2 separate regions of the Zea mays genome follow, and region 1 is linked to region 2. Evidence: chromatin contacts called from public Hi-C data. All regions are on one chromosome and are shown on one strand. Each heading gives the region's core, a stretch centred on a gene start, on an enhancer-like site or on the middle of the called end of the contact. The rest is flanking DNA. Distances are from core to core; before and after follow the strand shown.

Region 1 (6,793 bases), core at 3,875-6,374, 140 kb after region 2:
ACTTATCAACTACAGGTCTTAAAACACAACCTAGACTCCAACAGACAAATGGTGCCTAAGGAGGCCCTAAAGAGCCGAGGCTCCTAATGCACACCAATAGCACACTCATATGCCATAGCCTGTTGGTAGGGCTGGAACATAAGCTCGAGGCTCGCGAGCCTCGAGCAAGACGAGCCTGTTTTTTGGACTCTTCGGTGAAATGAGCCGAGCCGGCTCGCGAACTATGCCAATTGTGCTAAATTAATCCATCTGCAGAATAACAATGGATCATTAGTTTATGCCATTCAAATTTTTTACTCATAATATTGAATAATAATTCTATATTCAATATTTAAATACTATTAATTTAATATATAATACAGTAATATTTACTAAAGTGTCGCTCGCGAGCCGCACCGAGCCGAGCTCGGCTCGTTTCCAGCCCTACCCGTTGGACAACTGAACACAGGGTATTTTCCCATCAAACACACAAGTTTTATAGAATGATGATTTGACCTGCTATGTTGTATGGTATAATGTTAACCGATAAAAAGACGACATTTCTAGATGCGTGTTACGGAAATATGTATGTTGCATTGAATTTGTGACCATACAAAAAGGGATTAAGTCTAGAACGATGATAGCAAAAGGGCCTATAGTGTAATGGTTAAGGCTTTCGAGTAGCACCTCTAGATCGGGTTCGATCCCCCTCGGGGGCGAATTTTAGGCTTGGTTAAAAAAATCCCTCGTTGTGTCTCGCCCGCTCCCGAATTACGTCCTACACGTCACCCTCCGGCTGCCCCGTTGCAGACGCAATGACGACCCACTAGTGATGGGGGGCTAGGGTTCGGGGATTTTCTCGGTCGGGACCATATTTCGATCTCTTCTTAATATAATACCGAGAGGGCGGTATTTCCCTTTCCGGCCAAGTTTTTTTAGAACGATGATATACGTGATAGGAAAAAGGGATCAAGTTTAGAACCATAATATATGTGATAGGCTAGGAGTAGCACCAATTGAAGAAAGCTTGTCTAACATCAATTGAGATGATTTAGACATATCCAACAGAGACCTCCAGAGGCACCAGTGTGTAATGGGATTATAAGGAGCTATAGCAGTAGAAATAGAGACAAAGGAAGACAAAAGTTGACATGGAAAGAAGCAGTAAAAGAAGACTTAAAAGGATAGAATATAACCAAAGATTTAGCCTTTAATAGGAATGCATGAAGAACAGTTGTTTATGTGCCTGAACCTTGACTTATGGTTTCCGTTGAGTTTCAACTCTAGCCTAACACAACTTGTTTTAGACTAAAAGCTTCTATTGTTGTTACTGTTGTTGTTGTGACTGTATAAGCAAAATCCATTTTTCTTGAGGGAGAAGGAATATGAAAAACACATTCTGATATATAGGAACATACATATCTGCTTGCAAGAATCAGTGACAAATTCTGGAAGGATAGTGACATTAATATCAATGTGTAAATGAATGAAGAAATATAAGCTCACCAGTCAACCAATGCAGTATAACGGACATAGAAGTCTGCCATCGCAATCATGATATTATTACGAAGGGTAGCCATATCACTCCTCTCAAGCTCCTGGTTCATAGAAGCAACATTGACTGTATATCTCTTAAGAGTAATCGTTGAGACCTGTGCAGTGTACATACCTGAACAAAAATTGGAATATACCGTTTGGCCACTTTTTCATCTACAAGGCATATTTTTGCTAATGTATCCCAGGATTGTATATATAATGATGGAGCTAACTCTTTGAAAGAAATGGTCCCGCCAACAAGGTTTTTTGGCCTTGGCTCAGAATTTCCAGAAGTTACGATTGTGTGTAGCAAAGGGGTGATGTCCTTCACATTGGCAATAGGGCAAGCTAGGATCAGTGATCCAACAGTGAACACAGCAACAACTGCTTGTGATGTTGACTTCGATGCAGATGTCTGTTTCATTCCCTTGCATTTACCAGTCATAGGAGTAATGAAACTGTGACCCCTGGCTGATTCTGATGCCTCTTTTATGTACTGGTCAAGGATGTCAAAAGCACTACGGATAAGTTGCTGCGCCCACTTCAGGATCAGTGCATCACCTTCCTTAGCTGTTTTTGCTTTCCTTTTACACAAAGTTTTCAGTGATTTTACATGTGCATCAACCTGTTCATGCATGCATGAAAATTATGCTCAAGATATGGACATGAATTACTTCTGTTAAGAGCAATTTTGGAAAAATTGTAGATAGCTAAACCAACAACACACAGAAGACTATATAAAGGAAAAACAACATAAGATGAATGCATGATGAACATTATTGCAGAACTATGGCCTATGGGGAGGGGAAGAAGCCAATGATCTAAACAGAAAAGTTTCTGATATTTTTATATTCTTGTAATTAAATTCCAAACAGGTAACAAGCAGGCCTTAAAACAATATATTGTGATTACAGTGAGGTTTCAGCTGGCCTTGTTTGGATGTGCTAATTTTAACATGCTACTTCTTAGCACTTGCTAGCAACCAAAGCCTTACTAGCTTTTACTAGTTAGTAGCTATCACACCTTTTAGGGTTTGCCTGTTTGGATCCACTCTTCTTAATTCTTAGTTGCTAAATATTAGCAAGCTGGAAACATGCCCTAAGCTACTGGACCTCCCTTCCAGAAAATATTGCTGATTGTTATAATACAGGCAAGTACAGTGAACCTAAAGTTTTCATTTTATAGTTTTGAAATGCTGGCATAGATTTACTTGGTATGGTAAATTATAATTTATCCAAAAAAATAACTTCAGAACAGTACATATTGCCAGGTTTCGGCAGATTGGGCAATAGGATTAGGGCACACTGTATAAAGTGTATTAGAATTAATTTTGTTTTAAATTGGCAGATTAAAACATGATGCCAAGCTAACTCAGAATTTAACTGTAGCAAAAACAAATTAGTGTACTACTCAATGTTTTGGATCAACAAACTGATTACCTCACTAAGGTTCATATCAAAATCCTCGATCCTTGTGAGCAAGCTGTGTGCCAATTCTGCAGCAGGTTCCACTGGCAGCTCCATGGAGACATTTGAAATGGTTTGCAAGAGTGATACACGATTAACTGCCCAGAGCGCAGAGTTTGGTTCCACCTGAGAACAAGCTTTACCTCTTTCGTCTTTGCCAACATTGTCAAGGAGTTTCCAGTGGTGGGAGAGGAACTTCCAGTTAACTGATTTTGGCGCGAATGATGAGACCTCGGAAAGAAGCCACCAGGACCCAATAGGTGCAGTCCAATTTTCGATTGGCTTACAACGTCTCAACCACAAGGATTCAGATAGTGTTATGATGTTCTGCAGAGAACTAGCAAGTAGTGGTTTCAGCTTCCTCTTCTTGCCAAGGCTTGCACATATCTTCTTTATGCATGGAGCAACCTCTCCATCACAGATGCTTTTCAGCAAATCTAGTGTCCCTTCAGGGAAAACTTCCTCCAAGGTGATGAAATCATCATCTAAGCTCACATTGGCAGCTTGGCAGATCCTGTTAAGCACCAGTTCAAGAAACAAGTTTTCACATTCCTCCTGGATGCTTGTCTCACTATCAATCACCAGTGGAGGCACAGATTGAAGCCACTCTTTCATCACTTTCTCATCAGGAAATTTCCTAAACACCTCTGAGATGGCAGCAAGAGCAGCCTTGCGGATGCTGACTAATGGATCAGAGCATGCAGCACCCATTGCACAAAGAAGAGAGTCATCTATGGGTCTCCCAATCAAACCAATCGCCTTTGTGATGAGCACAAGCGCAGCCTTCCTCACAGCAGCCTTATCATCGGTGCAGCGTCGTCTCAGCAATTCCCCAAGCTTCATGTCCCCAATCCTCATCACCTCCTGCAACCGGTCAACCTCCACACCTCTCTCAGACAAAATATCAAGCGCCTGGGCTGCATTTATTAATGCCCGAGCTCGAACCCCTCCCACACTATCTGAGCACTTCTCCACCAACACCCGCAGACACTTCAGCCCCCAAGAGCCCTCCTCCATATCACAGGCATCCCCTTCAAATGGTAACAGCACTGGCAGCAAGGCAAGGACCAAATCCACAGCAAGCAGTCGTCCCTTTGCCTTGCCCCTTGCCATGGCCACAACATACCCTGCAAATCCCTCCCTTCCATCTGCCTCCAATGCCCGCACCACCTCGACTATCGCTTCCACCGCCAGTGCCCTGGCCTCCGCCTTGTCCGGTGCCTTTACGGCCAAGTACCTAGGAAGGTACCCCACTGCCTTCCTAACTGCTTCCTCTCCTTCCTCGGCGCCCAAAGGCACCAAGTTCCTCACAATGAACTGCACCGCAGCCACCCGTGCTGCGGATTTCGCGGCCGAGAGCACCACAGGGGCCAGCGCTCGTATCACGTCCTGCACCGCCCCGGCGTGGTAGTCGGATCCAAGGACAGCGGTGAGGACGTCAAACGCCGTGAGCTCCGCGGCGGTATCGACGAGCGACCGCCGCGCGTCCGGGTGGGCCCCGAGCGGCAGCCTCCCCGCGGCGTCCGCCAGCAGGGAGAGCGCCTTCGGGAGCAGCGACGGCGCCGCCGGCGGAGCCGCTGCTGGCTTTTGGCGCTGGTTCTTGCGCTTGCGGGGGTTGGCGGCGCCGCCGGAAACGGAGCTAGGGTTGGAGGCGGCGCTGCCGGCTCCGGAGAAGGAGGAGGCGGCCTTGCGGATGACGAGGAGGAGGGAGAGGAATGGAAGCGGGGAGAAGAGGGTGAGAAGCGGGGAGGCCGGGGCGAGGAGGAGGCGGAGGTAGGCGACGGCTGCGGGGAGCGGGTGCGCGGAGAGCGAGGCCTCGAGCGGGGGCAGCAAGGAGGATGCGGGGACGCCGGCCTCGGCGAGGCGAGGGAAGATGGACGCGACGGCTGCGGGGCTGGAGGAGAGGAATGTGATGGAGGGCAGGGACAAGGGCGGGGAGGTGACGGAGGAGGAAGACGCGCGGCGGTGGAGGGCGGCGAGCTCAGAGAGGACGGTGGGGAGGGAGCCGGAGGCGGGCGCGGGGGAGGCCGAGGATGGGGAGTCGAGGTCCATCTCATCGGCGTCCATGGGATGGGGGCGAGATCGGGCGTGGGGACTGGAGAGAGCACTCGACTGGAGATGGGGGGAAGGACTAGGAGTGTGGGAATTTTGAATTTTGCGGTGTGGAATCGGAATTTATTAGGATTCGGACGGAAATTTGCGGTGGAGGAGAATGGTTGGGCCTACTCCCACCCTACCTCCATCGTTCGCGCGGCCCAGTAATCTAGGCAGCTGCTAATTATTTGAAGTTATTTTTTAATATTGAAAAATAACTGAAATTGCACTTTCCGACTTCGAAATTTTGCAGTTATATGTACCTACCGAACGAGGACCTTTTTTTTTTACAAATCAGTCTATGTCGCTTTCTAGATGGACACCAGTAGAGACCATGGTTGTAAATGAACGAAGTCAGTCAAGATAAACCATTTCTCGTTTTATTTTTACATTTTAATTTGAAAACTGATTTGGGATTGAAATTGAAACGGTATCGGGCACGGGATGATGGAATGAAAAAACAAACTAATACGGACAAAAATGCATCGGTAAATATCGAAAATCATAAAGATAAAACGAAATCACTTTCTGTATCATATATAGTACCATCAATCAACAATAAATATAGGATAATAATATATTAATATGGGTAACATAAGTACATAACGATAAATTGATAATGTGTCTATAAAAACATGTAACAGGTTAATAAAAATGTGTGATTAATTAAATAGACATGCACAATTGAATAAGCACGATGATAGTTCAAAAAAGTCAACCACGTATAACATAGTAACTCAAACTAAAAATAACACCCTACAACTATACCTCAAAGTTCAATATGGTCACTCGTGACATTAGGACCACTATCAATATATTTGTTCTCTTTATCATCTTGCTCCTGGTCCTTCTTTCTATGTCCTTGTCATCCTATAATTAGCATGATACAATTTTGTACAAAAAATATGGGATACACCATGTGAGTATGGCAGTGGGTCGACTAACAACATAATGACGGGATATACCGTATTTGGATACGGTATAATCTCATATGAACACAAGATAAATGGAAAAGGTCGGGATATGGCCTAAACTGTTTTCATTTTGCTACTCCATTTTCGTATCGTTTTCACATTTGATGAAAATACGAATTCGAGTGGGACAAAAACTAAAAATTGGAGTGGAAGGAAGGAGATTTTTTCCTAGTCGTTTACATCCATACCACACAAGGAACTTGTGCCTCGTTGGCCGAACGGCAAGCTCCTGTCGCTTGTTGGTATTTGGTAGGGCGGTAGGCACCCTAGTGCCCAACTGTCGGGCTATAGACTACAATGAGCATATAAACTTAACTAGACATATGCTCATGCGTTGCTACGGAATCAATATGATAAAAATGCATTGATATACAAAAACACTAATTGTTTATTCTATATTGTTGTTAATATCACTAAAAGCAGATGTTTACATACCTTGCAAACATAAAAATAGAACGCACTTTCATCAAATTAAAAATAACAATGACAATGTTAAATATAAATATTAGCATCCTCACAAGATTAGAGCAGTTATCTACAAGAAGTTTTATCTGAAATTCGGGCAATATACACAACCTCAGCAGTATAAAGAAGTATAATAAAATCCTGGTGATAATGTTTGGCCAAAACAACCATGTATACACATGTTCTGAAGTTTAATAACAGATAAAATTTAGATCTTGTTTTGGTGAGCCATAATGAACAAAAACAACTGAACTACTACATAACAGCTTGAAGACTGTT
Region 2 (6,320 bases), core at 793-3,292:
AGCGTCCGCACGTTTTACAAAAACGCGTAGAACGTCCGTTCTGGACGTTTAAACGACGTTTACACGTCGGAACGTCCGTTCTAGACGTTTTCTCTGTTATTTGGACGTTTTACGCGCCTATACCCTAGTGGGCCTTAATGGGCCTTTACCCAGCCGGCCGGCTGATCCACCGCGCCCAGGAGCCGCCAGACGCCCTTGCGCGCTCCAGCCGCCATCGCGCCCAGACGCAGAGTCGCGCCGGGAGCCGCCAGACGCCGTCGGCCGCCCTCCAGGCTCCAGGTATGCCGCCGGGCCCCCTCCTACCTCCTCCCTCCTCTCTCCTCCCTCCTCCATCCGCCCTCCAGGTATGCCGTCGGCCGCCCTCCATGCTCCAGGTATGCCGCCGGGCCCCCTCCTCCCTCCTCTCTCCTCCCTCCTCCATCCGCCCTCCAGGTATGTCGTCGGCCGCCCTCCAGGCTCCAGGTATGCCGCCGGGTCCCCTCCTCCCTCCTCTCTCCTCCCTCCTCCATCCGCCCTCCAGGTATGCCGTCGACCGCCCTCTAGATAGATTGGTTACAGCAGTAAAAAAACATAAATCAAGTTGCAGGCACCACTCCTGATCCAGTGTAATAACTCAGTATCAAGATAATTGAGAGACAACAACTGTAGCAACAAAATCACAACCCAGCATCAAACCCGATTTGCACATCGAGAAATTCAGAACTAGTGTGATAACTGAGTATCTATTTGGTTTGTGAACTCAACTTATGTATGAACTTATTCTATATTTGAAATTCTATGTCAAGTCTGAAAAGACGTTTCAACGTTCGTTTAAACGTTTAAACTTTGAAAAGTTGGTTCATAACGTTTTAACGCTTTAATAACAATGCTGATGACCTGAATCTGGACTTTCAGGGGCTAAATGGATGAAAACAACTAGCACTATTTATGAAATCACATGTGCCTGAGATTTATGTGGAGAAAATGATTTCCTATAGCGTCAATAAGAATTGGTGCAAGGACTAGATTAGGCTTGATATCTTTAGAAAACAACTCAGATGTCTTTGCTATGTTTTGAAGATCTGCTGATACAACAAAACTAACTAATTTGGAAGCAGTTGGAATTCCACAATGTATCACTAAACATGTGTAAAAGCGTTGCACATATCATGTTTTAGTTGAAAAATAGGCTGGCAGAAAAAAATTGCTTCCATTGTAAAATTACTACAAGTGTCCACTGTCCAACACATGGCGGGATAATTTCAGCAACCCTGCAGTCAGGGTCAGGCCACAGGTATCCTTGTATTCGTCAAAAGAAGGCATGGTCAAACTTTGACTGGAAACAAGGAAAACATTACACTAGGGCCACATAAGGTCCAGCACATGGTACAGGAGACACGTTGTGATTACTACATACAATTAGCGAGGAAAACTTGAGTCCTCTTGATAATTTACAAAAATTGAGCATGTTCGAATGGTGTATTTTCAGCGTTGACTGCAACAGGAAGGCCAAAAGCTCAGTGTCAACTCATTCCTAATTCCTGGCAGAATGATCGTAGAGAATTCAAGGGAAAAAAATCTAAGTGAATGAAATAAAAAATGGCACATTTCGCAGTGCATTTCCCTTTAGTTCAGCTGCTCTACATAACCTACCCACAACTCCACAAGGCACTAGACTATAATCCGAAAGGTATTAGCGTATTCGAAACAATATCTCCATATTCAAGCTCATCCAATACCAAAAGATTAAACGAAGTCAAACCAAATATGCAGGGGAGACCAACCGAGGAGGCGACGATGCGCCGCGGGACGGCGCGAGCCCTGGCCGCCCTCCCGCTCCCCGCCGGCGCCGTGCTCAGCCCCAGCCCGAGCCGGCCGCGGGGCGTCGTTGAAGCGGCGGCGAAGGAGAGGGACGCCGTCGGCCTCAGCGCGCATGAGGGCCGGCGAATGGTCCCAGCAAGGGGCGGCGCCGTCCTCGCGAGAGCCGACATGGTCTCCATCCTTTACCACGAGTCCGTGCGAGGCGAGAGCAGAGCAGAGCACAGCACGCGACTTTTGGATTAGGAGAACAGCACAAAGGCGTCCTTCCTTTTAACAGCCAGGAAGCCAACCCACCTGTTACCCCAAAATTCTCCGACTCCAACTACTCTGTCCCCACCAAGTTTTTATTTTTTTTTCTTATAGCTTACTTCTCCCTTTTTTAATTATGAAAACAAAAATGTTCGGCCTTTTACATTTTCTTGCATACAGCCTTATAAATTAAAAAAAATAACAAACATCCACTATAAACATTTTCCAAAAAAACATCAACTAGAAGCTCCCTCTGATTTGACGTTGGACCTCTATCTATGGCTTGCAAAGATTTACATAGCCACCACTTCTAAGAATATACATACCGCAATGACCTCATGTTGAGCTTGGTGTTTATGCAATAATCTTTAGAATCTGAGCAAGTATGTTTCCATAAAAAGAACCTGCATAATTTTGATAGTTTTGGTTTAAAAGCAAAGACAACATCATTGCGACAAAACCAAATAGACCAAAACATTGTTTTTGCTTTGATTTATTCCCTTGTTAGCAATCCAAGACCCAGTTATATGACTAATACTGTTGAGTCTCTATTTAAGGCAAAGTAAATAATTTTCTAAATATTTTTAGCAAGATAACAATCAAATAACATATATTGAATAGTCTCATTTTGATTAAAAAGATGCATTTCGAACTACCTTTCCAACCACGTTTAGCTAAGTTATCTTTAGTGAGATTAACTCCCTGCATAAATACCATAAAAATTATTTTTTAGAGAAAGTTTTAGTCTTCAAAGTATATTGTGATTTAACAGAGGAGCATTCATTAAAATAAAGTACATTAAGCGAACTGAGAAAAGTCCGTCTCTGTGGACCCTCAAATAAATTTATTTCTCGGTTCTCCCAAAGGAACAGTTGCCATCAAATTTAATAAATTATGTCACTCAATCAGTTTCATCCCAACAATAGCTCTACGAGAAGATAGATTAGGCATATTTTTATTCATAAAATCTTTGACTTAAGAATTCTTTTTCTACATAATATTAAAAAGGTTTGGACAATAGTCCTTAAGCGGACTATCGAGAATCTATATATCGTCCTAGAACCTGGTCATTTGACCGCCACCTACACGGAACCTCTCCCGTCTCAAGAATTTTTCTTTAATATTCATGAGTTCAGACCAAAAATGTGAGTCTCCAAATCTTCTCACAATTTGAGTAAACGATTTGGACCATAAGTATTTACTTTTAAGAATTTGCTGCTAATTACCGTTCTCGTTTATTTAGTAACTTAAAGAGTCTCTTTCTAAGTAAACAAATATTTTTATTGGCTAGTTTGGCAACCCCCAATCCACCTATCTCCTTATGTTGAAAAATAGTCTTCCATTTTGCTAGTCTATATTTATTTTTAGAATGGTCGCCTCGCCAATAGAAACGGGAACATATGGCATCTAAATTTTGTAACACCCCACAAAGGCACCTCAAAAAAGGACATCATAAAAATGGGGTAGGTTGCTTAATAATGAGTATTAGGCATCCACCGGAAGAAAGTAATTTACTTTTTCATGAGCTTAATCTATTTTTGAATCTATCAATTATACTATGTTATTCACTATTTCGTAACCTGCGATGGGTCATAGGAATCCTGAGGTACTTAAAAGGTAAAGAACCAACCTCGCAACCAAAAAGATAAGAGTAATTTTGTTTATAATCCTAGCTGAACCATAGCAAAGAAGCTCACTTTTGTGAAAGTTGATTTTCAAACCTGACATTTGTGGAAAGCGGTCAGGAGTAATTTCATGTTATGGAGTAATTTCACGTTATGAACATATTCCAAGTTATGATCCATAAAATCAACAGTATCATCTGCATATTGAAAAATAGAAAGCCCCTCATCAGGTGAGGAATCACTCCAGCAAATTGGTTATGTTTCAAATCTAACTTATCTACAATATTGTATCCAAATATTCTAGTATCTTACTTCTCTCTTCTAGTATCCTCAAATCTAACTTCTCTGAAATACTCCATACAATTCAATTTATAATTCGTTTGACTTTTTTATCTCAAGTTTAACTAACTCGTCTTATTAAAAAATCATAATAATTATTATTTTTACTATGATATCGCTTAGTATATAATATAGCCTTGAAAATTCCATTTTTTATAAAAAAATTTGAATAAGATGTATAAATCAAAACATGGGGAGTAGTACTTATAAGTTAATTACTTCTCTAAAATAATATGAAGTGTCTTTTTACTCTCTTTTGTTTCCCTTTTTATTTTTCCAACACTAAATGACTAAACTACAGTTTTGGTTTTCAAACTGCATCGGGACATCGTTCAGAGATCAGGCACACTTTATCTGATAAAGAACGCGTTGAAATTGCAAGGTTTGAGGTAAAATCATTCTGTCCGATGTCGATTGTGTACAGAGTGTTGCCTAAGATATCCGGGTGAGGGAGTTGGTATGCAAACCAACAAGTATCTCATATGTCGTTATTTTTGTAAGCAAATAGAGTAGTCCTGCATATGAACTCTGAAGTTAGTTAGAGTTCTATCCTATCTCTAGGCTTTCGTGTCTAAACTCTGAAGTTCAGAGCATGTTTCTAGTATAACCTGGCACTCCTTAGCGCCTCGACTTTGATCTAAGATACTAATTGATGCAGTTTGGAAACTAAATCTGTTAGCGACAGTTTAGTCATTCAGTGCTGAAAAAAACGAAAACAAAATAAAAAGAGTAAAATGGCATATCCTATATTAGGGAAGAGATTAACTTATAAATATTACTAGTCGGTTGCCCATGCGTTGCGCGTAAACTATCCATCAAAAAAATTTCAAGATTTTTTATTGATTGTCTCCGCTTTCTATATAATATATTTTTTGATTTGGCTAACTGATGTTATTGTTTACTCCATGCAAATATGTCTTGGTACAACACGGCCAATGAAGTGAGCGATTAGAAGAGATTTCACAACGATTGACTGAATGAACAGAGATTATAAAATGATATAATTCCATCATACAGAGACCAAATAAGAGAGTTTCTAAGATCAAGTTTATAAAATAAGTCCTATGAAATTAAACTTATAAAAAAAATAGATCAAAATATGGAGTGATTGCTAAAATCAGGCATCAATAAAAATTGGATGTGTTCCATATAAATTACGCTACTTCGTAGAAATTACTAACGTTAAAAACCAACAAATAACCTTTCATTTTGCTGTTAGTGTGACAAATCATTGATGCTTCATCCAATTCAGCAACCTCAAACACCATATAGTCCATTACGCCAATATGGTCTCAGAAACGACCTAATGCTTGCAAGAGCAAAGAACGTCGTGTCGTGCTTGGGCTGTAGCCTCGGCCCGTAGTGCTAGCCCGGCCCAACACGATTATTTTTTTATTTTACAAAAAAGTATATACCTATATACAATTTATATTCAATATTAAAAACATCTTAGCGTGATGTTTTACTGGTTAGACAGTTTCACCTGGTGTCTCCTGCCCTTCTTCCATCAGGGTATGAGTTTGAACCCCACCTCCTGCACCATTTTTTAGCAGGCCGGCGTGACGTGCCTGTGTCATAGTTGTGACCCACGTGTATCTAGCCCGTGTCGGGCGTTGTTACGCTGATTTAATTAAATGGATCAACGGGCTAATGGGCTGGGCCGACACAGTTAGCAGGCCAACAATGACGTGTCTGTGCCATAATTGTGGCCCACGTGCATCTAGCCCGTGTCGGGCGTCGTTTGACATCTATAGACGAATTAATTTGAAATAGCTGAGAGGGGTTATTTGTAAAAAAATGACGCATGACGACCGTTGAAACTGGTGCTTTAAGTATAGTATAGATTACTATTTTAGAAAAGATGAATTTTTTGATTGGGGAACAAGGATGACACGAACTCACACCACTACTTGATTGGGGAACAAGGATGACACGAACTCACACCACTACACACTCGTGCTTATCCATATACATACTCTAAATTGAGCCAGAAAAAACCCCTAAATTGAGACAGTGTGCCGACCGTGGGATCAAACCCACACCTGATAGCTCATACGCCTACTGAACAAACTAACTGGGTACGATCGAGTCTCGTGAATAGTTAGATTTAAAGATACTAGAAGAGAATTCAGCTTAGACCTGTGTTGGGCACCAAAAAGAGACTACCGGACGGTCCGGCCCTGGGGCCGGACGGTCCGCGCGTGCAGAACAGATTAGGGTTCCGAGTTTCTTGCCGTGTTTGTTGACGAAATTCGCGGGATTAGCTCGGGGAGTTTGTTTGTAACGGGTCCAGCCACCCTCCTCTAT

Evidence for each region. Hi-C and Micro-C count contacts between places; a contact is called where the count stands out from the background.
Region 1: a Hi-C map of leaf shows a contact between it and region 2, with 3 times the contacts expected there. The contact joins the promoter of LOC103640950 here to the promoter of LOC100283790 in region 2. A contact is called at or near these places in 2 of 25 Hi-C or Micro-C datasets (leaf and tassel).

What each region holds. Positions count from the first base shown.
Region 1 is chr10:23,664,586-23,671,378 of Zm-B73-REFERENCE-NAM-5.0, forward strand. It overlaps LOC103640950 (condensin-2 complex subunit D3), which reads right to left and starts at 5,125. Exons shown (of 8, transcript XM_008664389.3): 1 at 2,955-5,125; 2 at 1,649-2,140; 3 at 1,486-1,577. The coding sequence starts at 5,048.
Region 2 is chr10:23,527,938-23,534,257 of Zm-B73-REFERENCE-NAM-5.0, forward strand. LOC100283790 (nucleoside diphosphate kinase 2) reads right to left here and starts at 2,043. Exons shown (of 7, transcript NM_001156689.2): 1 at 1,764-2,043. The coding sequence starts at 1,979.